7 separate regions of the Mus musculus genome follow, and all the other regions are linked to region 5. A link is a contact called in public Hi-C, HiChIP or PLAC-seq, Micro-C and promoter capture Hi-C data. All regions are on one chromosome and are shown on one strand. The core of a region is the stretch at or near the end of the contact, and the rest is flanking DNA. Distances in the headings are between cores, read along the strand shown. Region 1 holds the start of Sox14 (SRY (sex determining region Y)-box 14). Region 2 holds the start of Cldn18 (claudin 18). Region 3 overlaps Pik3cb (phosphatidylinositol-4,5-bisphosphate 3-kinase catalytic subunit beta). Region 4 overlaps Gm1123 (predicted gene 1123). Region 5 holds the start of Mras (muscle and microspikes RAS). Region 6 holds the start of Foxl2os (forkhead box L2, opposite strand). Region 7 overlaps Pik3cb (phosphatidylinositol-4,5-bisphosphate 3-kinase catalytic subunit beta).

Region 1 (2,785 bases), core at 162-2,661, 440 kb after region 5:
GCAAATTTCTGGCACCAGTCTGTGCCTTGGGTCCAGGATGATGGCCCTTCCCTTCCCCCCTGGAAGAGAGAGGCAGAGTCTGGGGTGGGCAAGGGGCAGCGGCAGGCCTGACCCAGAGGCATCTGCGGGCCAGACTAGGTGCAAAGGAAAGGATTCAGATCTCTGCTTCCACGCTACCCATCAGGTCCGGGCCAAGCTTGGGGTTACATGGCCGTAGCGTGGGCTGACGAATAAGGGTCTATGCCAGTCTTGGTCATGCCTGGGAAGAGGATGTAGGCGACAGGGGGCTGCAGGGTGGAGGCAGACCAGGCGGTACAGTTACAGGGCACCACGTAGCCCGGGTTGGTGGGGGACGGGTGCGTGTGCGTGTGCTGGCTGGGGCAGCTGAGACTGCCGAAGGCGCCGTTCTGATAGCCCAGGGTGGACGCGTAGGGCAGCGCGCTGGTGGCCAACGTGTGGGGCACTTCACCCATCTTCTGGATGGCACTGGAACTAAATTGCGCAGGGTCCAGCAGGGAGTAAGGTGCCGAGGCAGGCGGCAAGAAGGCCCGGGCTTTCTCGGGCGCGCTCAGGAGGCCGTCGGAAGCCCCCACGGGCAGGCCGGCCGCCTTGAGCGGGTCCGTGTCGCCCAGGTAGGGCAGGGGGAAGACATACCTGTCCTTCTTGAGCAGGTTCTTCGGCTTGCGCCGCGGCCGGTACTTGTAGTCAGGGTGCTCCTTCATGTGTTGGGCGCGCAGCCTTTTGGCTTCATCGATGTAAGGCCGCTTCTCTGCCTCGGACAGGAGCTTCCATTCGGCGCCCAGGCGTTTGCTGATCTCCGAGTTGTGCATCTTGGGATTTTCCTGGGCCATCTTGCGCCGCTGGCCCCGGGACCATACCATGAAGGCATTCATGGGCCGCTTGATGTGGTCTGAAGGTTTGGACATGGTCCCGGCGAGGCGGGCGGGGGCGGGGAATGCAGGGGCTCTGCGGGCGAGCCTGGGCGCGGTTGGCCGTCTGTCTTTCTGTCCGTCCTGAGCCCGGGACTCTGAACTCCCCTCGTCTCGGAGCCGCAGAGGGGAAATCAGAGAGAAGAGCTGACCCTGCAAAGTTTTCAACTGATCATGCCAGTCCCAGCCCCCAGGCAGCCCCCAGGGGGCCGAAGGGTAGGAAGGGCAGCGGGGATGAGAGGGCGCTCGGCCTGGAGTCTGTGGGCACCAGAGATTGGGGCCCAAGTACCAGAGTCTTGGGATTAAGTGGCTAGGTAATTTTCTGGCAAGGGCAGGAGATTCCTCCTTCGCTCCCTCTTCACCTTCGCCTTCTCTCCTTCCCGTCTCTCCCCTGGCTTCTCTGGCCGTGGCTCCCCCCCTCCCGTGGTTTCCGGGCGCTGCTTTGCCTAGCACTGCACCTGGCCGAGAATGCGGGGAGGCTGGTGAACTGCAGCCAAAAGCGGCGAAGTTCAAAGGCGAGGTGGGCCGGGACCGCACGCACTCTGACATAAGCGCGGGGCGGCGACTCCCCAACCTGGGCTCCAATCAGCAGCAGGGAAGGCGAGGGGGCGCACCTGCCAACTCGCGAGTAGTGGAAACCCGGAGCGTCCCTGATGGGGGCGGGGAGAGGTATGAGGGACAGAGAGACCGCCACCGCGAACAGAGCGGCTTGATAGCTCAGGATTCGGGGCGGGGGTTCACATTGTCTCTGGCACTGTCAAAAAATTAAAACTCTTCGTGACCCCTGTTTTTCTTCCCCAGTTGTTCAAAGGAGAACCGGTGCTTCTAATAATATAAAGACCCAGGAAGCTGTCAGCCAAGCCAGCAAGCCCAGAGCTCACGTAGATAAATAGGACAGTCCCGTCACCAAATGGGAAGACAGCACCCTCTACCCCCACCCCGCCCCCAACAACACACACTTGTCAAAGATCCTTGGGAGAGGAAAAGAATATATCAAACTCAGGCCAAAACCAAAATAAACTTTTCGCGCCAGAACATCTACGGTGCTTTGGTATCATTCTCCCAGGTTGGCTTTAGGCGGCGCCTCCACCTGTAATCCAGGACGCTCTGCGGAGCAGTTCTGGGTCCCTGGGGGTCGGAGCCAAGAGCTTTGAGCCGAGACCAGGATGCTTCATGCGGGCTTCGCAGAGGTTTAGAGTCCTGATTGGCAAGCCCTTAACACTCTTCACTTTGGGGGCCCTTGCCACTAGGACTCTTCACTTTGAGGGTTGAGTGTGGTAGGCAGAGGTCCATCCTGATTCTTATTCACCTATGTTATTATTATTAGGCGATTTAAAACTCGAAGCTTCCCTCAACGTCCAAACTGCAAGGGCAGAGGGAAGGCGGGGCTTGGGGACCTTCCTGGTCTCTCTTCTGCGCCTGCAGCGTGGAGCCTCAGGCTGTACCCTCTTAGCTAGGGTCAATTTTTCTCAGGGTGCCTTTTCCCACCCAGTGAGGATGGGGGCTCGTTTCTCGAGTCAGATGAGCATTCTTCGGGTAAAGAGGACGAAATAACCCGCCGAGCCAACCTGCGAGCCTGTTTTCTTTGAATAATTGCCTGGCCGATGCGAAATGCCCTTGGGGGAAATATTTATTAAATGGAAACCATTGTCCCGGGTCCTGAAGGACTGGAGTGTGTTCCAGACTTATTGGCTTTTGCGCTAGCCAGTCTCTCCCGGGAGGAGGACAGGCCGAAATGCCCACGGCGCAGTCGGCTACCAGAAGCTGCGAGTGGGGGTAGGTGGGCGGCAAGAAGGGAGGGCCTTTTTTTTTAATGTAGTGTGTTGTGTTTGAAGGAGAGAATTTATTTCCGCTTC
Region 2 (2,700 bases), core at 157-2,656, 270 kb after region 5:
GACAGACACGGAGGTAACATGTGAATATGATCTCAGTCTATTTTAGTATGGATGTGGCTAGCCATGCAATAATCCAGGTTTTGTATGGTCTCCCCTTGACCTATCCCTTCAACACAGTATAATCTCTCCTGGTAGTCTGTTCCCCATCCCTCGGGCTATTTTCTTTCTCCCCTGCCTCCCTGCTTAGGTTTCTCATCCAGTCTGTGACTGTAACCCTGCATGGAGTGGCTTTCCAAGGCAGAGTCCACCCTGACACTACTCCTCAAAACAAAGATGGACTAATCAAATTGCTTTTCATAATTCCGCTCCAAGAGCCTCACGACCCCTTAGCATCTTGTAGATTTGTTTCATCTTTACAAGGGGTTTGCTTCAGAGAATCAAAGCCACACCTATGCCCTTGTACAAGTTGAGTTTGTGAATTATCGAGAATGCAAAGTGCCTATGATGCATGAAAAAATTATTCATATTAGAAGCAAAATTCAACTTTTATCTTCAAAGGTGAAATGGTGTCATATATTATATCCTACATTGTTATAATATTATAATCTGACAACTCTTGCTTTTAGGGCAAGTATAGCAGATATTTTAATTGCAAATGCAGAAAAAGGAAATCGTAATTTAATGATAATGATCGTTTTTTTACACCTCACAGAGATCCTGCTTTAAAAAAAAAAGTAATCAAATCGAAAGTACAATTGAAATCACTCTCAATAAATTTCTCTGTCTATAACAAAATGCCATCCCCCCCCCCCCCTCTCTACTCTCAAGTCTATTCAGGCAGAAGCAAGTCTCTTGCTAATGGAAAGAAGCCTTTTATGTTCTCCTTAAACAACAAGGTTCAAACTAGCCTTTACCAGCACGTCCTTATATTAGACCCACTCTATTTGGCTGCTGTATGAATTCTCCTATCTCCTACATGGCTACTGTTCCCTTTGATCCAATGCCAAATTCTCTATTCACACCTTTTATTGGGAGCCAAGGCTGCCACAGTCACACCTGAGGCGGATTGCTCAGTCCTGGGAGTTTCTGAGGATGCGCAGCCCCTCAGCCTTGCCTCAATCACCTCGCCTACCTGGAAGGCCCAGGATGGTGAAGTATGGCCGGCACTCGGTGAACCCCGAGCTCTGTTGCACGCAACTCCTCCAGAGCCCTTCATACTGGAACACGGCGGTGACTGGGTTGTCATACAGGTCTTGAGTGCTCCACATGTCCATCCCAGTGGCGGCTATGCAGCCGGCCAGACCCAGGAGGGACAGGAGAAGCCCTACCACCTGGCACGTGGTGGTGGCCATGGCTTCAGCTGCTGGGCGCAGGCTTCCAGGAGCAACCACCACCCTCTTGCTGGGAAGGTTCACGGCCTCGGGCCTCGCTGGGGAGCGCTCTTAATCAGAAGCTCCCCTCAGCTCAGTGTTTGCTCATACTGTTTTCCTTAGATAGTTCAGTTTCGCTCCTGCTTCAAGGGCATGGTTTTCATTTGTTGGGGAAGCAGCCCCAAGAGGCACTTGTCTGGTTGAGCTTTGCAGCCCGGGTGGTTGGAACGTGGAGCAGGCTGAGTGGACGAACCTACTCTCCCCTCCTCCAGGCCCTCCGGGCTCTGCCTCTGCCCAGAACGCACTATCTAGGGGAAATCAAAGTTTGTCCACTACCGTGACAGCATGAGGAGAGACCACCAAGGCTGACCCTATCTATAACAAAACTTGCTGGGATTCACCCATTTGTCCCTATTGTAATTCAGACTGTAATACATTCTCCTCGCACTTCTATGTCACCTTTCTGTTCTGATCCCCAAAGGGCAGGGCACCTGTTATTATTTCATTCGTTAAGAGGTGGAAAAGGAATTTGTCCAGATGTTTTGAACTACAAGTACTGTAAGAGGCAGCAGTAGTGATTTCTACCCTTCACTTTCAGACTAGCGTTCCTTCTCTATCTACAAACTGAGAGGCTAGAACAAGCAAAGTTGAGAACAGGAAACCAGGTTGTAGAGATATACCCTTGATCTGCAGGTATTGATATGGCCCAGGGAGCTGTCCCTCATAAAACGGAACTATACAAATACCAAATACCACACACACACACACACACACACACACACACACACACACACACAACCACACACAACCACACCCTCTCTCCCCCACCACTTTTCTAGACATGGCAAGTTCTCTCTCCAGGAAGCCAGCTCATATTTGAATGTTATCTTGGATGCCCCCAGTCCCAATAAACACACAAAAAAATAGTTAACATGGATGGTCTTCTCGGGCAACCCTCTCCTCGACTGCACACTGCTTCCTGTGGTTGGTATTTGTAGAGAGTGAAGCATGAACCAGAACTGTCCCAAAGAGGGAACAAGCCAGCCATGACAAATGAGAAGCTCCGAGTGCTGCTGAGCCGAGCTACAAGGCCGAGACAATTGTCAATGCTATCGGCTTCTGCTGGGGGACTGAGATTGATCGATTAGGTTAAATAATGTTGGTGGAATGTATTCTAGATTAATTCTCGACATTGCTTCTGGGGGCACTGCCAACCTTGGTGCTACCGGAGGCCATATTTGTCATTCCCACAGAGCTCTGTGTGTGTGGTTCTCAGCTATCTGGTTTATCACTCATTCCTCCTAAAAATGTCGGCTCTAATGCAGCTAAAATAGGTTGAAACAGGTAAAAAAATTGATTTACCTATTTTTATTTGTAGCAGTTTCTCTAT
Region 3 (2,756 bases), core at 33-2,532, 350 kb before region 5:
GGAGAGGCAGGCAGAGGGCAGGGGGACGTGTTGGAACCCATCTGTATTCCAGAACACAGGAAACTGAGACAGGATGATCATGATTGCCTTGGGTCTAAACAAGTTCCATGCCAGCCTGAACCCACAATGGAACACTGGTTTTAACTGCCTTAGTCACCCCAAAACTGTCCTAAAAGGTTAAGCTGATAGAAATGAAATATGCTGGGCTGGAAAGCTGGCTCAGTGGTTAAGAGCACTGAATGCTCTTCCAGAGGTCCTGAGTTCAATTCCCAGCAACCCATGATGACTCACAACCACTCCTAATGAGATCTGATGCCCCCTTCTGGTGTCTGAAGACAGTGACAGTGTACTCATATACATAAAATAAATAAAAATCTTTTACAAAAAGAAAAAGAAAAGAAATGAGATACACCGCTGGGGATTTCTAAGCCTCAAGTTGGGAACCAGAGCCACAAGCAAGGCTGAGAAAAAGAAACAACATAGAAATAGTCTGCCTATTCAGATATCTTGTGTCCTGTGTCTCAAGCTGATTAAGTATAATATCTAACCTGATAGTATTTGGTGAGAGGGCACTAAAAATACCATGCAGGAGAAGGCTATTTTTCAAGTAAATGGTGATGAGCTTTTGGCAAAGATGTTGATTGTCACAGAAGGAGAAGTGAGTAAAGGAAACAGGTCTGAGACTGAGAGCACAACTGAAAATCACATGGTTTTGGGGTTACCAAAGGCCGACACAGGAAACTTACAGAAATAACTCGCGTTTTCTTTGGTGGTAAAGGGAGAGGAAGGTTGGATGAGTTTCGGTTGATGGCAGCCTCTATGGCAATCATTTCTTGTTCATACATTTTCTTGATCTTACAACATTCCACAAGGATGAAGTGGGGCAGGGTTCTATTCATCACACAATTCCGGATGTACTGAAGTAGCAGGAGAGGCGAGGGTAGAGATTTACAGGCATCATTTAAATCAACAAAGAAAATTAATATGAACAGCACTACACTAAATGTACAGTATAGGTATATGTTACTCAACTTAGTATCAAGAATATAATCATTTAAAGTCACAACACAGGAAAGCTGGAGAGGCAGCAGCCCCTGGATGCTCCAGGGAATCCTGCAACCACCTCTGGCCTCTTTAGGCACTACATATACATGGTGCACATACGTCCACAAGGGCAAAACCCCCATACACGTAATATAAAAGTAAATGTAAAACTACAACACAGGAGTCAGTGAGCTGGCTCAGCAGGGAAAGGCACTAGTCACCAAGTCATCAAGTCACCAAGTCTGATGACTCATGTTCAGCCCTGACCTACGGTGGCAGGAGAGAAACTACTCCCAAAAGTTGTTCCCTGACCTCCACAAGCACACTCTGGTGCACACAACTACACATAGAACAAGTGAAAACGTTATAAGGTCACAGCACAGCACAGCAATGCTGATGCATCTTTGTGGTGTACTGCTGGGAAACTAAACCCAGGGGCCACAAGCTTGAGGTCAGTGTTAAGAAAACAGTAGCTCAGCTCAGTATGAGCAAGAGGCCCTGTCTCTGAAGACTACGGGCCAAGGATTGAATTCAGATCATTGCCTAGCAGGTGCAAGAAACCCTGTCCAATTGTTATCATCAAACAAGCCATCAACAGCAAAAACCCACATAAAACAGCCACTGTTAACTGAGTACCCAATTACCTAGGAATGGAGAGAGATACTTACATTGTGGTTATTCTTAATAACAGTCTTCAAGAGACCAAGTTCCATTTCACAGGTTGTGGCCATGAAAACCAGAAGAGCTAACTTAACACACCTCGTATCTCTAAGACCCAAATATAAATCTATTTATCTGATGCCCAAGTTACATGCTGGCCAATCAGCCAGGGATGGTCTAAGTCCAGAGGACGCCTGAGGTGGCCCTTTTGCAGCACAGGATTCTAGGCGAGCGCCACCAGCAGTTTACCCAGGAAAGACCTTCTGGTCTTTCAGTCTAATGTTTTATTTTCATAAAACCAGGAGGCTCCACAAAAGATAAACTAAAAAACAAACAGTGACCATTCCTACTTTTAAGATTACAAATATATATGTATAAATCCCATGAATTCCTGAAAATAAACTCCTTCTATAGATCCAAAGCTTGATCCAGCTTATTCTGTGCTAGCCTGATGGAGGATGTCTTGTGCAAGACGACAGACTGGGAGGAAGAGAAGGATCTCCAGGTTGCTCACCTGACACTTTTGCTTTCTTCTTCCTGCTCAGCTAGAGCTCAACTGCTCACTACCCCAGAGCTGTGCACATAAGCTGTCCTATCCTAGGCCCCCTCTTGAACAAGAGGACATGCCACAACTTTAACAGACAAGACAGTATAAAATTCTGTTACCTGTTAAATGCATCTCAACCCGTTTTCTCTTTGGACACTCGAAACAGGGATCGAATAGCCTGGCCTGGTTGTTGACTCCAGACCTCTTGCCTCTGCCTCTCCACTGCTAGGAGCATGAACATACTGCCACACTTGACTTCAAAACTTTCTTTTCTTACAGACATCACTCAATATGTGGCCCCTCCACACTCCTGACAAGAGCTAACTCACGTGTGTAGCTCAATAGCTGGAGGCTGGAGCAGGATTACATCCCTGTGGGCTATAGAGTAGAACCTTGGTCTCAAAAACCTAACACTACCACAAAATGGAACAGAATCCAACCAACCAACTAACCCACCTACCCTAGGCTTTAAACTGTTCTACTGATCTGTATGTAGCTTGGCCCC
Region 4 (2,700 bases), core at 125-2,624, 430 kb before region 5:
CAGAGTACCTTTGACTAGAGTCTGCACTCATTGCTGCTGCTCGCAGAAGACACCATAACCCTCCTCCCCCAACCTCCCACCGCCATACTGCCTGTGACCAGCACAGTGTGCTTTCTCCTACCTAGCTCTGTGCAGACACTCCTGCTCTAGAGGGGTACAGCATTCAGAAAACTCTCGAGTTCCACGTGGGACTCTTCTTCACCTCTCCCCTGGATGAATCCATAAAATAAGGTTCATCCAAAAAGGAACAGGGAACATTGGCCTGTGTATGTGGGAGGTGCCATAGTAGGCCTGCGGATATGGGAGGGGCCCTGATTGTCTACATCTAGGGTTGTACCAATCAGAAATTCCTACTAAACACGTGTCCTCAACAATCTTCCAAATCATGAGACCCTAGGTCTCAAAAAAGGGATCTTAAAACTGACATAACAGAGCACTTGTCACCATCCGCCTGCATCAAGTTAGCTACAGGAAGAAGGTCCAGTGTACTTCGAGCTGTCACCTTTCCGATTTCTGAACTTGGGCACTGGTCCACAGAGAGGAAACTTTGCAGCCTGACGATCATAAAGCAGTCCTATTGTCCTCCTGGCCATCAGCGAGAGCTGTGCACTTCCCAGCCCACCCCATCCTCCATTTTAAAAATGAAAACAGCGACACGAGGGCTGTAACATCACTGCCTGATACCCACTGGCTTCTCCGACCCGTCGGTTTTCGTCCTCTGTTCCAGCCCCAGTATTCTAAACACCCAGCTCTTCACCACAGAGACCACATTTGTCTCGATCCATGAAAACGCAAGCTCAGAGCGCTCCCTCACATCTCCGGAGGGATGACTCCGACAGGCGTGGCCACGGTGAAAGCTTTTTATACTCTCTGTTTCGGTACCCACAGAGTAGACTGGGGCGATGAAATCGATTTAATTCTCAGGGCAAGTCAGAAGACAAGGACGACAGCCGCAGTGCACGGTGCAGCTCGGGTTCTTTCTCACACAATACAATTTCATTTATATTGAAAATCATCATGAACTTTGCAAAGAAGTTAGTCACTTCCTGTTTTTCTCTGATCTAAATGCATGTGATAGCTTTACGTTTTAAGCTATGTGAGGACCTTAGAAATACTTCAGAAGGTGACATAATGCTAGGACTAGGGACAGAGCTCTTTCCTAGCAAGCATGAGGCCCAGGTTTTACTCCTAGCGCAGTGAAAATGAACAGATCCCATTATTACTGTAAAACACCGTTTGTTTTATGTAAGTTCTGTGACTTCAGCACTGTGACATTTCACCCTGTTACTGAGAAGGCGCACTCTCTACCCACTACAGTAACTTACCAACAACTGTCAGCTGAATGGTCCCCTTGGCAGTACCAAAGGCATGGGACACTCCACACTGATAGGTGCCAGCGTCAGAGAGCCGAGCATCAGTTATATTTATAGATGCCTCACCAGACCTGATGTCATTACTTGTAAATTGCACACGTCCTTTCATATCTTGATAGAAGTTGTCGTAAATCTTGTCTGCTAAATATACAATAAACTAAAATTTAAAAGAAGCAGAAAGAGAACATAAACAAACGTGGGCTGAAGAAGTGGCTCTGTGGTTAGAAGCATGTAGCTCTCATCAGGGGACCCAAGATCAGGTTGCAACACCCACAAAGCAGTTCACAGCGTAACTTTCAGATTCCATGGGATTTAATATCCCCTCTGACCTCCACAGACACTAGACACGCATGCAGTTCAAGAGACTCAAATGTAATAAAAAATAAATCTAAAAAAAAACTTTCAGTAATGCTATGCATATACCATGTTACCATAAAACTTTTTTTTTTTTTTTTAAGAAATAGAAATGAAAGAGAAAGTAAAGAGAGCTGGTGAGCTGGCTCAGATGACAGAGACCCGAGTTAGGGCCCTGAGAGCCAATGGAAGAGGCAGACATGATTTCACAGACATGAAGCCCACCACTAGAATAAGGGGTTGGAGGGCGGGCAACCCCAGGCACTTGCTGGCCACTCAGTCTAGCCATCAGTGAGCCCCAGTTTCAGTGAGAGACCATATTTCAAAACACATGATGGAGAAAGAGGGCGGGTGACACCTAACCTCATCCTTCAGTTTCCACAGATAAAGGCATGCCCACACACATACGCTGCGCATACACACACATCTGCCCCACACATACTTCATTATATACAGAGGGAGGGAGGGAGGGAGGGAGGGAGAGAGGGAGGGAGGGAGGGAGGGAGTTGTTATACAAAAACCCACACTAATAAAAACACAGAATGATGAGCTAGAACTGGGTCCATGTGGACCTGGGATGCAGTCCCTGTACCTCTATTATTATTACTATTTTAAAGCTTTGTTGTTTTTATTATTGTTTTAAATCATATTTAGGCTGGCTCAGGTGTGGTGGCGTTCACCTATAACCCCAGCACTCGGGGGCCGGCCGGGAAGAGTGCCGGGCCACCAGGAGTCGGAGTGACAGACAGTTGAGAGAAGCCATACCGCTGGGTCCTCTGGGAAAGCAGCCCCGTGCTCTTAAGTGCTGAGCCAAACCTTTGGCCTCCATACTCCCATTATGAATGGACAGCCAGGTTTCAGTGTGATTAAATAACTTCTAACATAATTAAATACCATAGTCCTGTACTAGAGACGGGGTCGGTGGGACTGGACAGGTTCACACACGTGTTCATTCATGGATGTTCCTGTGTCG
Region 5 (2,700 bases), core at 169-2,668:
GAATGTTAGCAGCTCAGATTTCTTCTCTGGGAAAAGGGGCAGGAGAAAGTCTACGAACTGCTTCAGTGAAAGTGCTTTGTTCACAGCTGAGCCCTTACATGCGTCAGTTGTTAATATACATAGCTGCCACCCCACACTTCAACCCACCACTGCAGGACGTGCGGACTGGTACACTAGGAATGTACAGTGCAGGCTGCACAAGCCTTAAACGTCAGCATCTTAGAGCCTCACTCACAACAGGCCAGAACAGACACGGGGTCAAAAGCACAGGCATAGGCACAGTCCTGGGTAGGTTAACGTCCCACTTCTCCCATCTTTCTGGAGGCGTCCTGTCTGAAGATAGGCAAATTCCCATCAAGTACCAGGGCTTTGTAAGCTTTGCTTTAAGCATTCTCCGCTCACTCCTCGGCCAGCCAGACCTCTGGAGGCCACAGTTTTGAGCGTCATCAGTCAGTCTCTATAATTTGGTCCAGAGAATCAAAAACACCATTGTAGCCCAAGAAGGTTCCCCACCATCAGGAGCTGCCCCAGCGCTCAGGTCAGAGTTCAGGTGACACGGTCTTTGTCCTATTCTCCAGACTGCACTCCGTCCCCAAGGCACCTCAGCTTTGCAGGGGGTTCTACCGTAATGTCAAGGGCCCACTCTGCTCTTCTGAACAGTCGTCTCTCTGACCTAACCCTGGCGTAGGGGCACTTGAGCTCTCCCACTGACCACACTAGACTGTCATTCAGTTTGTGCCCTGCTTTCCAAGCAGAACAGGATTTGGCATGGAGCCTGACACATGATGGGCACCGGGCCGCATCAGTTTAACGAGCGCAGGCCCCAGTGGTGACCAGAGAGCCAGCCCAGCAACCCGAACCCAGGACGCAGTGAAGAGTTGTTTATGAAGAAAGCGGTTTTGTATTATCCACATGAATGTACCACCTCTCCGTAGATCTTTAACCTGATTTACGCCATTTTAAGCCAGGAGAGCCCCTACCCGACCCCGCCGCCCACCTCCCTGCCGAGTCCTTACCCGGGCAGCCGAGGAACCCCAGGATGACTACAATCAAAGGAGTCTGTCTAAGCGGCGGCTAGGCCCTTCCCACTTGGGTCGGAGTGGTGAGCGACTTCTCCGCTGCACACCGTTAAGCCAGAGCCGGTGGTAGGGGGCAGAGGCCACGCACAGCCGGAGCCCGCTGCCCGGGTGCAGCCGGGTGCAGCGCAGCGCAGCCCGGCGAACGCGGAACCGGCCACACCTCCAGCCCCGGAACGGAACAAAGCGCCCGGCGGCCTCCTCCCCTCAGGGTTGCCGGGCGGCTCGCCGCGCGCTCCCGCCGGGGCTGGGCTCCCGCCCTGGGCCACCGCCTCCTCGCTCGCACCGGGAGGAGGGAGCGCCGCGCCCGCCGGGCCCCGCGCCGCCGACTGACGGCTCCGCGCCAGCCAGCCCGGCCGCCGCCGTCCCCGCCCCGCTGACGCCTTAAAGCGACCGCGCACCCCGCGCCTCGGGAGCCTTCCGAGTGGCTGCGACGACCCCCAAACGGCACCACTGTGGGCATTGGGACAGCTGGCACCGGGCAAGGGTCCCCTCGCCTCCACTCACTCACCACACGGATCTGCAGTCTGTGAGCCGCCGATAAGCCTAGGACACCTAAGGGGAATTGGCCCCGGGCGGCTTTAAAAGAGCTGTAGGTTCAATCTTTAACTCTTCGGGCTGCCAACTTCGGGACCTGCGGACGCCTCCCCAGTCCTTAGAAGAGTCCCGTCGCTTCAACCACGTCCCGAGGACCCCAAGATTCCGAGGGCCTGCTGCTTGCTTTAGCTAGGTGCCAGATTCAGGCCTCAAAGTTCTTGAGAATTAGCCAGCGACCTGGATAGGAGGCGGCGGCGACGTTCGCACACCATTTAGCTCTTCCATTGGGTTGGAGTCATTCCCTACTCCCTATCCCCGGCTTTCCCTTTTACAAGACTTGAGATATGATCACATAACGCTGAGTATATGCTTTTAAAGGCGTACGTTTCAGTGGGGTTTTGGTATAACAAAGTTGTGCGACCATAGTTATTTATCTAATTCCAGAACATTCGGGTCACTACTCCTTTCCCCAATAAATTAAAAGAAAAAACCTCTGTGGGTAACCTCTCCCCATTCTTCCCCCCTCCCAGGCTCTGGAACCCTCTAATCTGCATTTCAGCCTCGGTGGATTTGCCTATTCAGAACATTCTATATAAATGGAGTCATACAACATGTGGTCTCTGTGACTGGCTTCTTCCACGGTGTGTGCAGACTGGATGCACGTGGTTCCGCGTAGCCACACCTCGGCCAGACTCATCTCCCACTGTGTGTATAGGAAGCATTTGTTTAGCCTTTCCTCAGTCGATGCTTACCTACTTTCCCCCTTTCTCTCGGTGTGAATAAAGTGCTAGTGTTAAAAGTCTTTATGTAAATACTGTGATTCCTCTTGGATACATACACCTCCAGCGGAATTGCCGGGTTGACTGGGGAACTCTTTCGGGGGCATATATCTGTTTCCAACGCAGCCATAGCATGTTACACTGGCACCACTCACGTGTGTGCGGGGACATAAGCATGCACCTGTGCATGCGTACAGTTGTGAGGACAGGACAACAGTGGGTGTTACCTTTCGGGTGCCTGTCACCATTTTGCTTTATTTTGATCTTTGGTTGGGGTGTGGTTGTTGTTGTTGTTTCTTTTGAGGAGT
Region 6 (2,881 bases), core at 60-2,559, 480 kb before region 5:
GTGTTAAGGCTGAGTGACAGGGCACACCTGATGTTGTGCTGGCACGGAAGGAATTCCTCTAAGTCCGTTTTCTATTTTCGGAGATGTAACTGGATCCCCACCAGACTTCGGCTATTATCTTAAAAACAAGGGGAAAGACTACTGTCCATTCGTGACTGGGACGCGAGAAAGCGCCTCCCCAGCCTGTGGTTTTCCTTCCTTACCTATGCTGGAAGGAGAAGATGCAGGTAACGGCTGTAAGGGTAGGAAGGACAAAGGAAGACAGGAAAAAAAAAAAAAAAAGAGGTTGTATCCACGAACCATGTTCATGGATACAACCATGTACTCTGGTGCTTGATTCATACACCTCACTAAGCAAAAATAAGCAAATACAAGTCTCACACATTGTACATATATAAGCATACCTGGGTTTCTGAACAGCACACTTGCGCAGTATCACGTGTGTCTTTAAGAACAGATTTTTGCCCCGTGCCTTCCACGCGTGACACTTGTGCACGCAACAGTCCCCAAAGCCCCTCAGCAACATCCTCGTCTGTGTCCAAGCCAGAGTACAAGGGATACCACTTGATCTTTAAAACACACACCCAAATTGTGGGATTGCAAGGCGAGTTCCAAGGAGAAAGCTGGTCCCTACATCCACCTCAGCACAGAGAAGCGAAACGTCCGATGCCAGTGAGCGGTACTCCTGGGTGTCTCTTCCCAGCGATCCTCTCCCCAGCCTCAATTGGGCTCAGAGAGCTCGAGGGACAGAGCAGGCCGAAGCTTCTGCCTTCCGTGACACGAGCTCTGAGCTGGTTTACCTCCAGCTGCCGCAAAGTTCGGCCACTCCACCCCGGTCCGGCCCCCTTGCCATCTCGCCCCTCCCTAAGCCTCAAAGCTAGAAGTCTAGCCCCAGCACAGCCCGAAGCACAGAGCAAAGGGTTTTGTTTTCTTTCACCTGAAAGCTGCCCAGAGGCTTGGATCACCTCTCCTCGCTGGGGTCAGCATTCCCGGGGCACTGGCAGGGCGCAGCGAGCCCCAACCAGGGCTTTTCGGCGAAGCAAACACCCGCAGATTTTCAAGACTCGTAAGAGCGTGAGGCAGGCTGTTGGCTGGGCCCGGGAGGCTCCGGAGGCTCGGGAAGGCCGGTCCAAGTTCTGCCGGCCGTTTAAAAAAAAAAGGAGACTTAGAGATGAACTCGCCCGTGCGCTGCTGGCTGCCCCGCTATAGGGGCGAAGGCCCCTGACGCAAGCGGAACTCTGCGGAGCCCATACGAATCAGAACGGAGCGAGGCTCCTGGCGCACTAGGGACTCCAGGAGGCGGCTGCGCCAGAGACGCGGGTCGCGCCTCGGGGAAACCGGGCGGTGGGGGGAGGGGAGAGCTCAGCCAAGAAAACCCACCGAGGCGGGGACTGGCCTGGGCGGGGAGGGGCGGCGGGGCCGGAGCCCCTCGCTGTTGGGCAGACTCCCGATGGCCAGAGGCTGACTTCCACTCCCGCAGACCGCTCCCCGGGGGGAAAAGAGAAGAGAGTGAGAGCCGCGCGAGGCCTCCGGTCCCCGCAGCCTGCAGAAGTTAGAGGCTCTGCGCCGAGCGCACACTCCTGCGCCCGCCTGCAAGGCGAGCCTGCACCAGGAGAGCACAGCCTCCGGGCTGCCCGGCCGCGGAGAGCCGGCTTTTGTCATGATGGCCAGCTACCCCGAGCCCGAAGACACGGCGGGGACCCTGCTGGCTCCGGAGAGCGGACGCGCAGTCAAAGAGGCCGAGGCGTCGCCGCCGAGTCCCGGCAAGGGAGGCGGGACAACACCGGAGAAACCAGACCCCGCGCAGAAGCCCCCGTACTCGTACGTGGCGCTCATCGCCATGGCGATCCGCGAGAGCGCCGAGAAGAGGCTCACTCTGTCCGGCATCTACCAGTACATCATAGCCAAGTTCCCGTTCTACGAGAAGAACAAGAAGGGCTGGCAGAATAGCATCCGCCACAACCTCAGCCTCAACGAGTGCTTCATCAAGGTGCCGCGCGAGGGCGGCGGCGAGCGCAAGGGCAACTACTGGACGCTCGACCCGGCCTGCGAGGACATGTTCGAGAAGGGCAACTACCGGCGCCGCCGCCGCATGAAGCGGCCCTTCCGGCCGCCGCCCGCTCACTTCCAGCCCGGCAAGGGGCTCTTCGGGAGCGGAGGAGCGGCGGGTGGCTGCGGCGTGCCCGGAGCTGGGGCCGATGGCTATGGCTACCTGGCGCCACCCAAGTACCTGCAATCGGGGTTCCTCAACAACTCCTGGCCCCTGCCGCAGCCTCCCTCGCCCATGCCCTACGCCTCCTGCCAGATGGCGGCGGCTGCGGCGGCCGCTGCTGCAGCCGCTGCAGCCGCCGGCCCGGGCAGCCCCGGTGCAGCCGCGGTGGTCAAGGGGCTGGCGGGCCCCGCCGCCTCCTACGGGCCGTACTCGCGCGTGCAGAGCATGGCGCTGCCTCCGGGCGTCGTGAACTCCTACAACGGCCTGGGGGGCCCTCCTGCCGCACCACCGCCGCCGCCACCGCCGCCGCACCCTCACCCGCACCCTCACGCACATCATCTGCACGCGGCCGCTGCGCCCCCGCCAGCCCCGCCACACCACGGGGCTGCCGCGCCTCCCCCGGGTCAGCTCAGTCCCGCCAGCCCGGCCACCGCCGCGCCCCCGGCACCCGCGCCCACGAGCGCGCCCGGCCTGCAGTTCGCCTGCGCCCGGCAACCCGAGCTCGCCATGATGCATTGCTCATACTGGGACCACGACAGCAAGACGGGCGCGCTGCACTCGCGTCTGGATCTCTGAGTGCCAACGCGCGCGGGAGCGGTCCCCCACCCCTATCCCGGGAGTGGAGGAGCCGAGCTCGGGTCGCAGCCGCAGCAGCCAGCCTGACAGCGC
Region 7 (2,819 bases), core at 231-2,730, 390 kb before region 5:
TCTGAAAGGCACTTGCCACCCTAAACCTATGTGGTGGAAAGAGAACTGACTTTAGCTTCTATAGATGTGCACATGCACACATAGACACACACACCGTGCAAAATAAAAAAATAAAATTTAAAAACATAAGAAAAAACCTTGATCTTTCTGATTCCTAACTCTGGCATGCAGGCTGCTATGTGTGTGGAAATCCCTTCACTAGAACCAATCACTTTCACAAGCATTTTGCAGAGTGGAGGACCAAGAGTGGAGGAACGGAACATGCACTTGGTCACTTGTGCTTCACTGCATGAATAATTTAAAGTTTTTATTTGAAATTAAATCACATCGCCTGGCTCCCTAGCTCCCTCAGATAGGCACCACCTATGCTTCTCCCAACTCCTGCGATGATCAAGTTTGATGGCTAAAACAAAACAAAACAAAACCAGACTCGGGGTTGGAGAGGTGGATCAGTGATCAGTGGCTGAGCAGCTGTCCATCTCAGGGGAGCTGACACCTCCCTCCTTCTGGCTTCTACAGGCACAAGACCTGCACATGCACACATTCAAACATACATACAGGCAGGATAGCATACACAAATTAAAATAAAAAAGAAAGCAGATTACGCAGGTTCCACCCTGATTTTATTATTTTTCTCATCATTGGTTATTTTTAAAAAGACCTTATTCGTTTTTATTGTATTTGCATTGAGTGTTTTTGCCCACATGTATGTATGTGTACCACATGTATGCCTGGTGCCTGTAGGACCAGAAGGTTGTGTCAAATCTCCTACTATAACTGGAGTTATAGACAGTTGTGAGCCACCATGTGGGCACTGGGAAAGGAACCTGGGTCCTCTGGAGGACTAGTGAGTCGTCTTAGCTGCTCAAGCCCCCAACTGGTTATTTTCTGAATTTTTCACTTATTAGTTTGAGACAGGGTCTAGAACAAGCAACTCTTCTGCCTCGGACTTCTGAGTGCTGTGATTACAGGTACCTATCATCAAATCAGGTCCAAATACAAATTTGTGCAATCAAAAGATAGGCCACTGTTAAACATTTAAATAAACACTTAGCACTAGATCCTAACAACACATACAGTAAGGGTCTTCTAGAGTGGGATTGTGTGCAGCAAGGCCATCGGCTTTCTTACTGGCAGGTGATGCTTATAAGAGATTCTACAGGGTTGGCAGGAAGGTGAAAGAAAACACAAAGCACATGCTGCCATCACGAGACCCACAGCCTCTGCAGTGCGGCTTACCTGGCCGGTTTTCTTCACCATGATGTTGTCACTGTGCCTGTCACCAATGCCGAGGACATAAGAGGCTACACAGTAGCCAGCACAGGACAAGGTAAACTCCTCAATCGCTCGGTCCAGGTCATCCCTGGAGGCAGACAGAGAAGCGGCAGGAGTTAGAACTCCAGTTTGGGGGATGAGAACTAAGCCCCATCGATGCTCAGGGAGAGCGCTGCACTAAGCTGCCAAGCAGAGTGAGCATATGGGCTTGGGAAAGCAGACGAGTCAGGCTGGCAGCCAAGGCATTGCCTAGCAGAGCCTTAGCCACGTGTCTCTATGTCTCAGGAGTCCTGGTTCAGGAGGTCTTAGGTTTACACAAAAGGTATTGTAAGAGACCACCATGGGTTGTATCATCCTTGGGCCTGGGAACATTTTTACCAACTTTTGTTTTGGTTTTTAGCTTTTGGAAGGCAAAGTCTTACTCTATAGCCCAGGCTAGCACAAAAATCACCATGGAGCTTGTCAGGTCTTAAACCCATTGCAATTCTCTCCTCCGTCAGCCTCCTAACTGCTGGGTTACAGGAAGAACCATTCCAAGTCAGGGTGGCCTCAGATTAGAATCCAGGCTTCGGAGCCTCGGTCAGAAGTGAGAACACAGACTCTTTGTAGAAGGCTGTAAGACTGAAACTGCTCCGCTCTCATGGAAGCCCTGAACAACGTGATGTTAAATGATGCCATTTGAGCTGATCTTAAGTCTTTGGCCAGCAGTGCCTGGAAAGCACTTCCTTCACAGTGAGATCCTTACTTCCTAGAAGAGCGGTGCAGTCCATCACCTTAACCATAGATAACACGCACTATTCTTACAGTGTTACTGAAGCAGGGTCTCATGGACCACAGATAACACGCATTACTCTTACAGTGTTACTGAAGCAGGGTCTCATGGACCATAGATAACACGCATTACTCTTACAGTGTTACTGAAGTGGGGTCTCATGGCTGTTTTCTGGCTCCACCTCCAGAATCCTGAGATTACAGGCACGTGTCCCTGTCCAGCTGTCTGTGGTCCCAGGCATCAAACCCAGGGCTTTACAAATACGCCACTAACTGATATATATCGCCAACTCAGTAACACAGTTTTAAATATTTTTCTTTTAGTTTGGAGAGATCACAGACTATAAACTTCGATCATAAAATTAACCTAACAGGGCTGGAAAGATGGCTTCGTGGCTCAGAGTATTTGCTGTTCTCCTGAAGGACCTGAGTTTGGCTCCCCACAGCCACACTGTGGTTCACAGTCCACCGTAACTCCAGCTTCAGAGCATCTAAGCCCTCTCTGGACTCCATGGGCGCCTGCACTCATGTGCACACACAGACACACGTGCACACTTAATTAAAATAACAGTAAGGCTAGGCATGACAGCACACACCTTTGATCTCAGCTCAGGGGCAGAGGCAGAAAATCTCTCTCTGTAGTCTAAGCATGCGCTCAAGGACAGCAGGACTACAGAGCTGCCCCATCTCCAAAAACGAAACGAAGCAAATAAATCTTCTAAAAGAACGAACCTATGAGAACCCAAGTTCATAATCACACAAGCTGATGTGGA

What was found. Promoter capture Hi-C pulls out the DNA fragments that hold promoters and counts their contacts. A called contact is a pair of places that touch in the nucleus more often than the background predicts. HiChIP or PLAC-seq counts read pairs in DNA pulled down with a chosen protein or histone mark.
Region 1: a contact with region 5 is called in a Micro-C map of embryonic stem cells, with 5 times the contacts expected there. The contact joins the promoter of Sox14 here to the promoter of Mras in region 5. A contact is called at or near these places in 1 of 39 promoter capture datasets (embryonic stem cells) and 2 of 484 Hi-C or Micro-C datasets (both in embryonic stem cells).
Region 2: a Hi-C map of cortical neurons shows a contact between it and region 5, with 2.2 times the contacts expected there. The contact joins the promoter of Cldn18 here to the promoter of Mras in region 5. A contact is called at or near these places in 1 of 484 Hi-C or Micro-C datasets (cortical neurons) and 1 of 115 datasets of contacts at active chromatin or transcription factors (pancreatic cancer cells).
Region 3: an H3K27ac HiChIP or PLAC-seq map of microglia shows a contact between it and region 5, with 6 times the contacts expected there. The contact joins the enhancer-like site here to the promoter of Mras in region 5. A contact is called at or near these places in 7 of 39 promoter capture datasets (the C10 cell line, the HPC-7 cell line, cranial neural crest and 4 more), 6 of 484 Hi-C or Micro-C datasets (the C2C12 cell line, the P5424 cell line, brain and 2 more), 4 of 115 datasets of contacts at active chromatin or transcription factors (the HPC-7 cell line, the NIH/3T3 cell line, embryonic stem cells and 1 more) and 2 of 9 other capture datasets (adipose tissue and embryonic stem cells).
Region 4: a Hi-C map of bone marrow-derived macrophages shows a contact between it and region 5, with 21 read pairs. The contact joins the enhancer-like site here to the promoter of Mras in region 5. A contact is called at or near these places in 10 of 39 promoter capture datasets (3T3-L1-derived adipocytes, the C10 cell line, the HPC-7 cell line and 6 more), 1 of 484 Hi-C or Micro-C datasets (bone marrow-derived macrophages), 5 of 115 datasets of contacts at active chromatin or transcription factors (bone marrow-derived macrophages, cardiomyocytes, embryonic forebrain and 1 more) and 3 of 9 other capture datasets (adipose tissue, embryonic stem cells and liver).
Region 6: a promoter capture Hi-C map of embryonic stem cells shows a contact between it and region 5. The contact joins the promoter of Foxl2os here to the promoter of Mras in region 5. A contact is called at or near these places in 12 of 39 promoter capture datasets (the HPC-7 cell line, cranial neural crest, embryonic stem cells and 3 more), 11 of 484 Hi-C or Micro-C datasets (the BV-2 cell line, bone marrow-derived macrophages, cortical neurons and 2 more), 8 of 115 datasets of contacts at active chromatin or transcription factors (a colorectal cancer cell line, embryonic basal ganglia, embryonic stem cells and 2 more) and 2 of 9 other capture datasets (adipose tissue and embryonic stem cells).
Region 7: a contact with region 5 is called in a promoter capture Hi-C map of hippocampal neurons, with 5 times the contacts expected there. The contact joins the enhancer-like site here to the promoter of Mras in region 5. A contact is called at or near these places in 16 of 39 promoter capture datasets (the C10 cell line, the HPC-7 cell line, HPC-7-derived erythroid cells and 10 more), 1 of 15 datasets of contacts at CTCF or cohesin (the NIH/3T3 cell line), 11 of 484 Hi-C or Micro-C datasets (the Ba/F3 cell line, the G1E-ER4 cell line, bone marrow-derived macrophages and 7 more), 9 of 115 datasets of contacts at active chromatin or transcription factors (bone marrow-derived macrophages, craniofacial prominence, embryonic forebrain and 5 more) and 4 of 9 other capture datasets (adipose tissue, embryonic stem cells, liver and 1 more).

What each region holds. Positions count from the first base shown.
Region 1 is chr9:99,874,759-99,877,543 of GRCm38.p6, forward strand. Sox14 (SRY (sex determining region Y)-box 14) reads right to left here and starts at 1,412. Exons shown (of 1, transcript NM_011440.1): 1 at 1-1,412. The coding sequence starts at 926. The coding sequence ends at 204.
Region 2 is chr9:99,708,657-99,711,356 of GRCm38.p6, forward strand. Cldn18 (claudin 18) reads right to left here and starts at 1,407. Exons shown (of 5, transcript NM_019815.3): 1 at 1,073-1,407. The coding sequence starts at 1,292.
Region 3 is chr9:99,089,404-99,092,159 of GRCm38.p6, forward strand. Pik3cb (phosphatidylinositol-4,5-bisphosphate 3-kinase catalytic subunit beta) reads right to left here. Exons shown (of 24, transcript NM_029094.3): 7 at 747-917. Among named protein-coding and RNA genes, the nearest start is that of Pik3cb, 49 kb to the right of the region's middle. Within about 2 kb of position 1,283, at least 53 of the 459 cell types and tissues checked have an H3K27ac peak or open chromatin away from gene starts, as enhancers often do. A contact at or near this core is called in the HPC-7 cell line, hematopoietic stem and progenitor cells and microglia, where this site is marked.
Region 4 is chr9:99,007,902-99,010,601 of GRCm38.p6, forward strand. Gm1123 (predicted gene 1123) reads right to left here. Exons shown (of 8, transcript NM_001080776.1): 7 at 1,326-1,530. Among named protein-coding and RNA genes, the nearest start is that of Faim, 23 kb to the left of the region's middle. Within about 2 kb of position 1,375, at least 55 of the 459 cell types and tissues checked have an H3K27ac peak or open chromatin away from gene starts, as enhancers often do. A contact at or near this core is called in adipose tissue, bone marrow-derived macrophages and hematopoietic stem and progenitor cells, where this site is marked.
Region 5 is chr9:99,435,294-99,437,993 of GRCm38.p6, forward strand. It overlaps Mras (muscle and microspikes RAS), which reads right to left and starts at 1,419. Exons shown (of 6, transcript NM_008624.3): 1 at 1,017-1,419.
Region 6 is chr9:98,954,001-98,956,881 of GRCm38.p6, forward strand. It overlaps Foxl2os (forkhead box L2, opposite strand), which reads right to left and starts at 1,310. Exons shown (of 8, transcript NR_003248.3): 1 at 405-1,310; 2 at 204-234; 3 at 28-118. Foxl2 (forkhead box L2) reads left to right here and starts at 1,607. Exons shown (of 1, transcript NM_012020.2): 1 at 1,607-2,881. The coding sequence starts at 1,661. The coding sequence ends at 2,788.
Region 7 is chr9:99,043,506-99,046,324 of GRCm38.p6, forward strand. Pik3cb (phosphatidylinositol-4,5-bisphosphate 3-kinase catalytic subunit beta) reads right to left here. Exons shown (of 24, transcript NM_029094.3): 21 at 1,240-1,363. Among named protein-coding and RNA genes, the nearest start is that of Gm1123, 9.2 kb to the left of the region's middle. Within about 2 kb of position 1,481, at least 11 of the 459 cell types and tissues checked have an H3K27ac peak or open chromatin away from gene starts, as enhancers often do. A contact at or near this core is called in hippocampal neurons, where this site is marked.